2 separate regions of the Danio rerio genome follow, and region 2 is linked to region 1. Evidence: chromatin contacts called from public HiChIP or PLAC-seq data. All regions are on one chromosome and are shown on one strand. The core of a region is the stretch at or near the end of the contact, and the rest is flanking DNA. Distances in the headings are between cores, read along the strand shown. Region 1 holds the start of baz1b (bromodomain adjacent to zinc finger domain, 1B). Region 2 holds the start of grk7b (G protein-coupled receptor kinase 7b).

Region 1 (4,667 bases), core at 1,131-3,630:
TGCACGTCAGCGACGGCCACGTCGAAGGACTATGCGTCAGCGCCGTAGCATACGCCGGCGTTTGACGCAGAATTACAAATCAGCCTTAATCCGTCAAAATTATGGATCACCTTCAGATTTTTCCGTTACTGCTGAAAAAAATCCGTCAATGACAGAAAATATTCAGTTAACGCGACCACTGTTTGAAACCAAAATATTTTGCAGAGATTTTTGACAAATCCTTTAAAACTTTGTCAGATTTAAATGAGAATTACAAAATATTATCGTATTTCTATAAAAACGTTACACTTGCTAAATGAATGCTTTTCAAACAACATTATTGATTTTCACAGGAGGAAGAGGAGGCAATCGGAGCTCCACCGCTTAAAAGAGTTTGCACTGAGCATAACTCAACCGTCAGTTAACACAGATATGCTGAACATTGCACATCAAGACTACAGAAGACTTTTTTAAAGCAGAACTGCAAATTTAAGAGACATTTTACAACCAGCCAAATGCCTGATATCCGCTTACAATTTATGATCATTAAACAAGCTTGAAATGTTGTGTTTTGTACAATTTAAAAGACTTTACTTCGGGTATTTCTTATGAAGGTAAAGCAGTTTGTAATAAATACATCATGAAAACTGTTATTCTGAACTGAGAATGAACTTGGTCAGGATAATACACGTGTCTGCATGGAGTGATGATTGGTTTAACAGTATTACAAAACAGTAGAGTTTTAGCTGAATTTGTTTTGTGTTTGTGATAGCTTTGACATTATACAAATGACTTTTATTGCTTTGTTTTACTTAGCTTTTCTGAATAATAGTTCAACGCATGCAGTTTAGGGCAGTTCTAAATGACATCCGCGTCAACAATTTCTTGATTTTTATTTTTAATGTTTGTTGTATTGCATCCAATTACTGAACATTTTATTAAAAACAAAAAAGGGAATGCATAGCTTTTATACATGTCAGATTTGTATTTTGAATATAAAGACTTCCATTTTACATTGTAAGTATTTTTCAGATAAAAAAAGTGTATTATCCATACAGTGTTGTCTGTAAAGTTGGACTTGTTCGCAGAAGATATGAAAATAAAACAACTTTGGTTTAATTTGGCATTACTGTGATTGCATTGTTGGCAATGGTATTACAAGAATACTCCACAAATTAAAATTAATCACTGAAGTGTACAAAATGTATGACATTTCTATAACAATAGTAGTCATAAGTAGTAACTTGAGTATGTATGCGAAGTTTCAGCACAAAATACCACACAAATAATGTTTTATAACCCTTTGAAACTGACCCTTTTAGGCTTTGATCCTAATTGTGCCTATTCGGTGACTGCTTTAAATTCAAATGAGATTTTTGCTCTTTTTCAAATGAGGGCGGAGCTACAAATGCCTATGTGTTAGCATAGTGGCATATTCAAAAACAAGAGGCTGGCTATATTCACACTGTTGCTACATAACTATTTAAACCCCTTATTTTTTTTTTTTTTTTGCATAAGTCCCCTTTAAATCTGTTATAAAAGACTATTGCAAATGATAAATGGGTTTCAAATATTTTTGCAGAATATATAATCTTTATTCCATGTTAGCAATTTATTTATTCATGTATTATCACGTTTATTATTACATGAACATTTTTATTTTTTAAAATTGTAAAATATTTTGTTTTAATCTATTTTTTTCAATCATAATGTTTTATATTACATATATTTATTATTTTTAACTAATAGATTAAAACGATTATTTTTTTATAAAATTGTATTAATTTATTTCTGTAATACTAATGTTACTTATCTGAATATAATTCATTTTCCTTCGGCTTAGTCCCTTTATTCATCAGGGGTCGCCACAGTGTAATGAACCACCAACCTAATGTAATGTTTATTTATTATTTTATATTAATTATAAGATCACACATTACATTTCACGTGGCTTTAAAAATAAAAAAATATTGCAATATCTTTATACTCTCTACTATTATAAGTGTCTTTAATATATTAATGAAGACTGTCTCTTTAATTGGATCAAACGTGTCGTGTGCATGCCCTATTGTCTCCATTTAATTTCTATAATCAATTCACCTTTTGGCTGAACGCTTGGCATTTGGCCATGTAAAGCGTCAGGTTTTACTGATAAACTGTACAAGTCAAACTAAAACCTGTCATTATTAATTTAGTTATGGACAAATCTACCATAAACTGACCTTTAGTAGCCACGCTTCCAAACACTTCTTGTATTTGTGATTGGAGGGGTGTTGCTTTGACAAAAGGTAGAGTAGATGTAATAGACAACTCAGTCCACCAATCAAAATATCGAAGTCTGTGTCGTAGTTTTTTATTAACCAATAGCTGCATTTGGAGGGCGGGGTTTAATCTTGCGACGCTGCTTGCTACCGGGGTAACGGAGTTTTGAGGTTGCACGGAATGTTGCCGGTGTAGCAGGATCTCCCGCCATTTTTCAACCAGCGATAAAACCCTCTTGTTTGTTTATGTAATCAGCACATCCTTCAAAACACCGTTTACGCTGTCTATAGTCGCCACGGACGAGGGATTGGTACGTTGCTTTGGCCTGGAGGATCGACCGCAACCCGGACCTGAGCGGCACAAGTGAGCCTGTCACAGCAGCTCTGACGGGCGGCCTTTCGCGCTTCAATACCCGGCATCCGGGAGCTTCCGTTCACTCCATACGCGCTTTCCAGGCGTTTCGCCATGACCCCACCGGCTCCACGAAACCAGCGGATTTAACACAGGGATGTAATTGACCAGTCAAACCGCAGTTTTGTTTCTGTTTTGTTTTGACTTTTACGCGCTTTCTGAAAGTACCGAAAGCACCGCGCGCTAGCCTAGCCCCGATGCTACGCCGCTGAGACGCGCGAATTTCACCGCATATTCATTTGGAGCTGGGATTGAGAGGTGGGTTAGTTCAGTACTACGCTTCGCTGATACATTCAGGACCCCGCGATGGCACCGTTACTAGGCCGGAAGCCCTACCCGTTGGTTAAGCCGCTGTCGGAGCCGCCGGGCCCAGGAGAGGAGGTGTACACCATCGAGCACACTAAAGAGGCCTTCAGGAACAAAGAGTATCCTTTCTTACTGTCTCCACTCATCGTTTGCATGCACAGAACAAACAAGCACGTGCCCGTTAGAGTCTCGGTCCGCGGTTTCCACGCAAATCGTGGATTCCGGGCGCGTGCGTGCGCAGTGTGTGGATTTAGGCGTTTATTGTTGTTTTCATTTTGCGCGCTGCATCTCATTGTAACGCTAGCCGGCTAAAGGTGACTCTGACGTTTATAACTTGAGGTTGGACTCTTAAAATTGGCGTTAATGTTAGTTTTGTGAGGGTTTCTGGGTTAAGTTAGTGTCATTTAAGCGGTTGTTTTGTTGTCGTGTGTGTTTTTAGAGAGTCAGTGTGTTGTTAGCTTGCTAGCTGCAGGACGCATAGTGTGTGTGACGTCTGCTCATCCATGACTCAATCTTGTGTAAGAGGCGCGCGCGCGCTATCACTTTAAGTTTAGGGATTTTATTTAAAGCATGGGCTCCTAGATTATTGGTTCTGTACAGTTAGACTGGAGTCGTTATATGTATGCTTGCTTATGCTTGTGCGTTCAGTTTTAGCTCAAGCTTCTGCTGGAGAACAATATGTGCGAGTTCATGTGCAGCTGCTGCGCGAGGTCATTTGCGCGCGGGATGCTTTTCGCGCGCGCCACGTGAAGTTTTCACAATTGACAGGATGCGTGAAGCTGAAGTTTAGGGCGTGCGGCTCTTACATTTGTCAGTCACGTGATTCTGTTAAATTCCTTCATTTGTTTTTAGCTATTTGGTGTTTTTTGTAAATAAGCCTTGTTATTCCATTGAGAAGCATTAGTTGTTGTTGTGAGAGTGCGCTATGTTAACTCGAGCATCTCTTATCTGACATTGATGTAGGATTCTTGACCTCTCACACCTGTCTCTGTAAAACTGTATTAAAAAAAGAAAGTGACCCCAGGCCGCATGTGTTATACAATCAGAACGCTAGCCAATAAGAAGCGCGATCGGTATGTCAATCACTCTCCTCTGTTTCGTTTGATAGCATCTAGTTGGCCGACGTGTGTGGGGGGCGGGGCTTTGATCAAAGGATGAAGCGATTTGAGATTGGAGGAGCTGCAGTGCAAGGTTTACTAATGGGGAAACTACCAGACTCGTTGCATTGGTACAGATTTTATCGCTTGCTTCCAGTAGGGCCATTTTAAGTAGGGTTATTGTCAAACTAGAAGTTGTCCCAACGTTCACAATTTAAGTCTGTTATTTAGGTCTGTATCCAGCATCATAAGAATTGTCATGTTATATTTTATTAGATGCAGTGGTAGAATATAGTAAGGAAGTAAACAAATGGTTTTTAACAAATGATGATTACTATACTATTTACTATAATTTTATATATAAATATATATATATATATATATATATATATATATATATATATATATATATATATATATATATATATATCAGTGCTTCACACATGTTTGAAATATACAGTTGAAGTCAGAATTATTAGCCCCCTTGTTTATTTTTTCCCCATTTTTGTTAAATGGAGAGATTTCTTCTACACATTTTTAAACCATAGTTTTAATAACTAATTTGTAATCACTGCTTTATTTTATCTTTGTCATGATCACAGTAAATAATAC
Region 2 (5,258 bases), core at 1,314-3,813, 200 kb after region 1:
TAAAAGGGTACCATTACAGTTTCTAGTTATCAGTGAAAATTCACACTTGAAATACTATTCGGATCTATCTACACTTCAACCAAAAATAGGGGTTACCAAAGTTCAGTTCTGGAATGTCAACAGTCCTGCATCCAGTCTTGCTTTAAAAAAATCCACATGCCCCTAGTGCTCCTGTAGCACTCAGACCTTTATTAGCTTGTTTGGGTGATGGAAACCCAGCTAATGTACTGCATATTTAAGTTTGTACCCTACATAAAAACACCCAAACCAGCTAATCAAGCCTTTACTAGGAGGTTCCAGAAAGGTCTGCAGGACTTATTTTGGACACCCTATACCATAAAACCAAATAGCAGAACAAGCTAGAAGTTTGTGTCTTGGTTTATTGAAACGAAAAAAAAAAGCAATAAATGATAGTGTCACTGCTATCACAATACACTTTTGGGGAAATCGAGCTATGATTTGCTGAGCAGATTTTATTATAGGAAGCAAGAAAAGAGAAATTGTCATACTTTCCTAATGCACATCCTTGCTCTTTCGCTGAATTGCTTTTATTTATGTTTTCTGTTGATATCACATGCGTTAACCAGTCAATATAATCCCGACTAAAGGTGCGGTCACATTAGAGTTTGTGCATGGGAAATTCTGTCATATGGCGCTGTGAAAAGGGGCAGGATTAAACAAAATGATTAGACATTAAATAAAGCAATTGCTCCATATTTAAAATTTATCTCCAAAGAGGTAATGTATTGATCCTCGATTGGTCTCACGCAGTCAAGTGATGTGATTTCGCAGGTCCAAGTTCACCAAGCTTGAACTTTGCAATGCAGCCATCTGCGAAACTTGACGCACGAACTTGCGTTTCCGGTCTGATGCATTCGCGTGCGTATGAATGGAAGTCTATGAGGAGAAAAGTCCAGTGTGACCGCAGCTTAATAAGCCTTTTTTGTAAGTGCAATTCGTGGTCAGTCAGCTGTTAAAGAAACAGTGTTTTCTTTTTTTGAAAATAGACTAATTTTACAACTCCCCTTTTACAAGACGAAAGAGTTTAGCAAATTTTACTATTTAAAGCTTGACTCTTGGCTAGATCTATCATACGCAAAATGAAATGTTGCCATTTTCTAGACTAACATGCCTAGGAACTATATTCTTAATCTGGCGTAATATTTAAAAAACAACACCAGGAAATCGGCTAACTTCCTTGAATTCCAGTTAAAATAAATATACTTCAGCAACTAAAGTAAATGTGTTATACGCTTTTCCTCACAAATGTCTCTATGGTTGCAAAACATGTAAGGTCATGTTGGTTATATTGACAAATAAACTGATTTTAAGGCACCGGGCAATGTCATTGAACCTGTTGCAGCCTTGGTACTACAACAAAGAGCCTTGATTATTACATCGAATTGAGAGTATAGATCCTTGCCATCACAGCCTGAAAAGAGCAACCTCTTATTTTATGCCTGTAACTGCAGAAGAGTCAAGCTTTAAATAGGAAAATTATCAAAACTCTTTGGCCATTTTTGAGTGAGATACTAAGGGTCTAATCCAGGGGTGGGCAATCTCGGTCCTGGAGGGCCGGTGTCCTGCACAGTTTAGCTCCAACCCTATACAAACAGGCCTCCCTATAGAGTTCAAGTGATCTTGAAGACACTGATTAGTTTGTTCAGGTGTGTTTGACTAGTGTTGGAACAAAACTCTGCAGGGAAACCGGCCCTCGAGGATCAAGTTTGCCCATCCCTGGTCTAATCCAACTCAATGAATAGTTTTAAACTTACGTTCCAAAGACATAAACGTAAATATAAATTAACTGCCAAATAATTTATATCCAATCATAAAAACTACTGTACCAAGAAAAGGTTGACAACCTAAGCAAGACTCTGCAGACAAGATGTTTTACAATTTTTAAAAGGAGCAAACACTCACCTCTCCAAATCCTCCTTTCCCCAATGTCCTGAACTCATAGAAGTATTTATCAGTGATGGGCTGCTTTTCAAACTTCTTCCACTGCACAAACCTGTCAAAGAACAGGCTGGTCTGATACTCCTCGAAAGGTTGTCCTCTAAGGAACTTTTGCGTGGCTTCTTTCACTTGTCCCATCATCACCTCCTCAAAGTCTTTCTCAGAGACAGCTTTGCATTTTTCCGCCTCATCCTCTGTCAGAAAAGCCAGAAAACTTTTAGAGTCTGCTTTGCAAAATTTGTTGATGATATTCAGTCTGGCTTCTTCTTTAGCTTCTGCCTCGGCTAAATTCCAGCAATTCAACTCATCTAAAAGCTCTGCAGCAGCAAGGTACTCCGGACTGGAGACTGAAAGGAACTGACGGAAACATGCTCTCCCGATGGGTTGCTGCTCACAGATGTCCTCAAAGCCCTTGGAAACGGATGCGCGCACATCTGTGCAGTTCCCAAGATGAGGAAGACCTAGGCTACATCTTCGTTTCTTAATCTCCTTCTCGTCTAGACTCTGTGCTTTCAGGTAGTCTGTGTTGGCCACCAGGTTCTTCAGTCCACCCATGTCACTCATGGCTGTGGCGAGGTGAGGGATCCACTATATGACGCTCTGGGTTAAAATGAAGAAGGACTGAAATGTAGGCAGCGGCACAGTGGCACGTTCTGATATGCTCAGGAACAACGAGGCTTTGGTGCCAAGCCTTCTGTGTGCCACTCACGTAATTGCTCAGTCAGAATTAAAAACCTTAAAAGGGATTTTCTCTTAAGTGTCTTTGTATGCTAATTCATGGATACTGCTCAAGGAAAGGAACCTAAGAGGCTTTGGACTATGTTTAGCCACAATGCTAAGAGGCAGACAATGCAATTGTTGCTTCTTAGTGCTCAGTCCTTTACTTTCAACTTGAGCTCTCAAAAGAAAAGAGTTTTTACGTCGTAAAAGGTCTCTCATTGCAATCGGCTATTCGGTAGAGTGCTTAGAGTGTTATAACCTTTATGAGCAACCTCAAATTACTTTTTAATTCCCCAAATGCTGATAAACTGTGAGCCAATAGATTGTATTGCTGTTGGTATGTTGAGATTTCCAAGAATTACAGAGTATTAGAGCTCATTGTACGACCACAATGAAGGACAAGCATGTGAGAATAATCATACATTAGATGTAAACATTATAGTAAGATGTCAACTTGGCCACTTTTAATCCAGATTCGTGCACCATTGTTTCCAAAGAATGTATAAGGTAGATTGTTCAATAAACTGCTGCAATCCTACTACTGTCATTTTATGAATCAGTGTTTCTCAACTACACTCCTGGAGGACCAGCTCTGTACGTTTTCCATCCTTAACCAAATCACCAGAGTCAGGTCATCAGTTCATTAGCAGAGACTGAAAGACCTGTAATGGGTGTAACAGACAAAGGTGATATTCAAAACATGCAGTGGAAATCCAGGAACGTGGTTAAGAAACACTCATGTAAATGACCAGGGCTGCGTCTGAAATTGCATACTTCCATACCATGTAGTACGCTAAAAACAGTATGCGCGCCGAGTAGTATGTCCGAATTCATAAGGTGCATCCCAAATCCCATACTTACGCCCTATTTTACGTCATTTTGTAGTATAAATAGTGTTAGGGTGCTTTCACACCTAGACTTTTGTTTTGGAACCTGTCTCGTTTGCCCAGTTAGCGCGGCTCATTTGGCATATGTGAATACAGCAATCGCGCTCAGACCCGTGCCAAAACAATCGCTCCGAGATCGCCTGAGTGAGGTGGTCTCGGCCCAATTGAAACAAACTCTGGAGCTTATCGATTGTAGTGAGAAAGCGATACGATCCGAGCCCGGCTATATCATAAGTGTTTTATGGATATGTAATTGGCCTACGGCTATATGAGGAATTATGAGTTGGGCGGGAGGTCATCCCTGAAGTTCCGGCAGTCTCCCACAAATGCACAGAGACTCCCTGATGCCCGCAAATAAGTGATAATCTCCCGGAATTCGCAGCTCTCCCTCCCGGTCCTCAAATACGTCGCACACCCTTCCCACCGCATCCCTCCTCGCTCTTCAGACACAACGCTACCAAACCACCACCCGCCCTAACAGCTGAGCGGGACACTGCAAAAAATAAATAAATAAAAAATTGTTAAACTGACTAATATGAGAAGAGTTTAGTCACACATGACTTGTTTTTAGCTATTTTGGCTCATTTAGAAACTTTACCATGTGAAAGCGAACCGCACCAAGAACAAAGAGCAACAATGTAACAATTTTAATCTGTTTCGGAACAAGATAATCGATTAACAGTTGTGAAAGCACCCTAAGTAGTGCATTCAAACTAAAAACTTTAATAATAATACATGCACATTAATTAATCGGATGATGCACTCTGTAAAAAGAAGTGTGGAATGTTGGACACCACGCTCTCAACGAACGCAGCATTGCTCACGTTGCAAAAGTGGCGAAGGTTTTGGGTGCTCATGTTGGATTATTTATTTAAGATTGTGAAAGCAAAATTATCCTACGAGAGTGATTATACCGCCTCTCGATGGTGAATGCGGTTATACTCATGGCAGGTATTAGTTGGTAGTTTGGTCATTTATGTCACTAATTTGGCAACCGTCAAACATCCTCAGGCAAGCAGTTTGAATTTCCGCTGAGTAAAAAAAAAACATTAGTGCTCCATTTGGGACGACACTAAATACATATACTATGCTGTTGAGTGTGTAAGTGCATAGTGTGCCATTTGGGAGACACATGTAAAATTCGAAAAACAGTATGCAAGTACCCAGATGACCTAGATTTTGAAGTGTTCAGGCGATGCACGCTTCTATCCTATGATGCACCGCAAGAGAATTCACGAATGGGAGTAAAGCAAAACAACTGACGCAGACGTCCGAGTCCATTCATACTACTAGGATTTAAACTTTTCTAACGGTTGAGTAGTACGTTTAAATTCAAATGCAGTACCTGAGTACTATGTGATTTCGGACGCAGCCCAGATCTATTGATTGTGTTATTTTCTGTTTACAAATAGAAATAAATCATGTAGCAATTCAGTTTTGTCAAATTTGTTTGTAGAGTAATACGTTTTGTGCTTGTCTTTACAACACAAACATTTTGTTTATTCATGTTTCAATTGATAAGATAATGAGGCAGCCAAAAAAGATCCAACAAATATGAATATACATGATTTTGAATACAAGCTACAAGGTACCTAATGTTGCTGGGCTGTAATTCTCAGTGATTTAAGCTTGTCTCAATGTCTTAAACATCATGTCAACCACCAAAATACATCTTTGTGCATCAGATTTACT

What was found. HiChIP or PLAC-seq counts read pairs in DNA pulled down with a chosen protein or histone mark.
Region 2: an H3K4me3 HiChIP or PLAC-seq map of embryo shows a contact between it and region 1, with 7 times the contacts expected there. The contact joins the promoter of grk7b here to the promoter of baz1b in region 1. A contact is called at or near these places in 1 of 18 Hi-C or Micro-C datasets (hematopoietic stem cells) and 1 of 4 datasets of contacts at active chromatin or transcription factors (embryo).

What each region holds. Positions count from the first base shown.
Region 1 is chr18:44,495,312-44,499,978 of GRCz12tu, forward strand. baz1b (bromodomain adjacent to zinc finger domain, 1B) reads left to right here and starts at 2,381. Exons shown (of 18, transcript NM_001347672.1): 1 at 2,381-3,077. The coding sequence starts at 2,959. bcl7bb (BAF chromatin remodeling complex subunit BCL7B b) reads left to right here. Exons shown (of 6, transcript NM_001006018.1): 6 at 333-1,098. The coding sequence ends at 404.
Region 2 is chr18:44,691,309-44,696,566 of GRCz12tu, forward strand. grk7b (G protein-coupled receptor kinase 7b) reads right to left here and starts at 2,564. Exons shown (of 4, transcript NM_001033090.1): 1 at 1,924-2,564. The coding sequence starts at 2,523.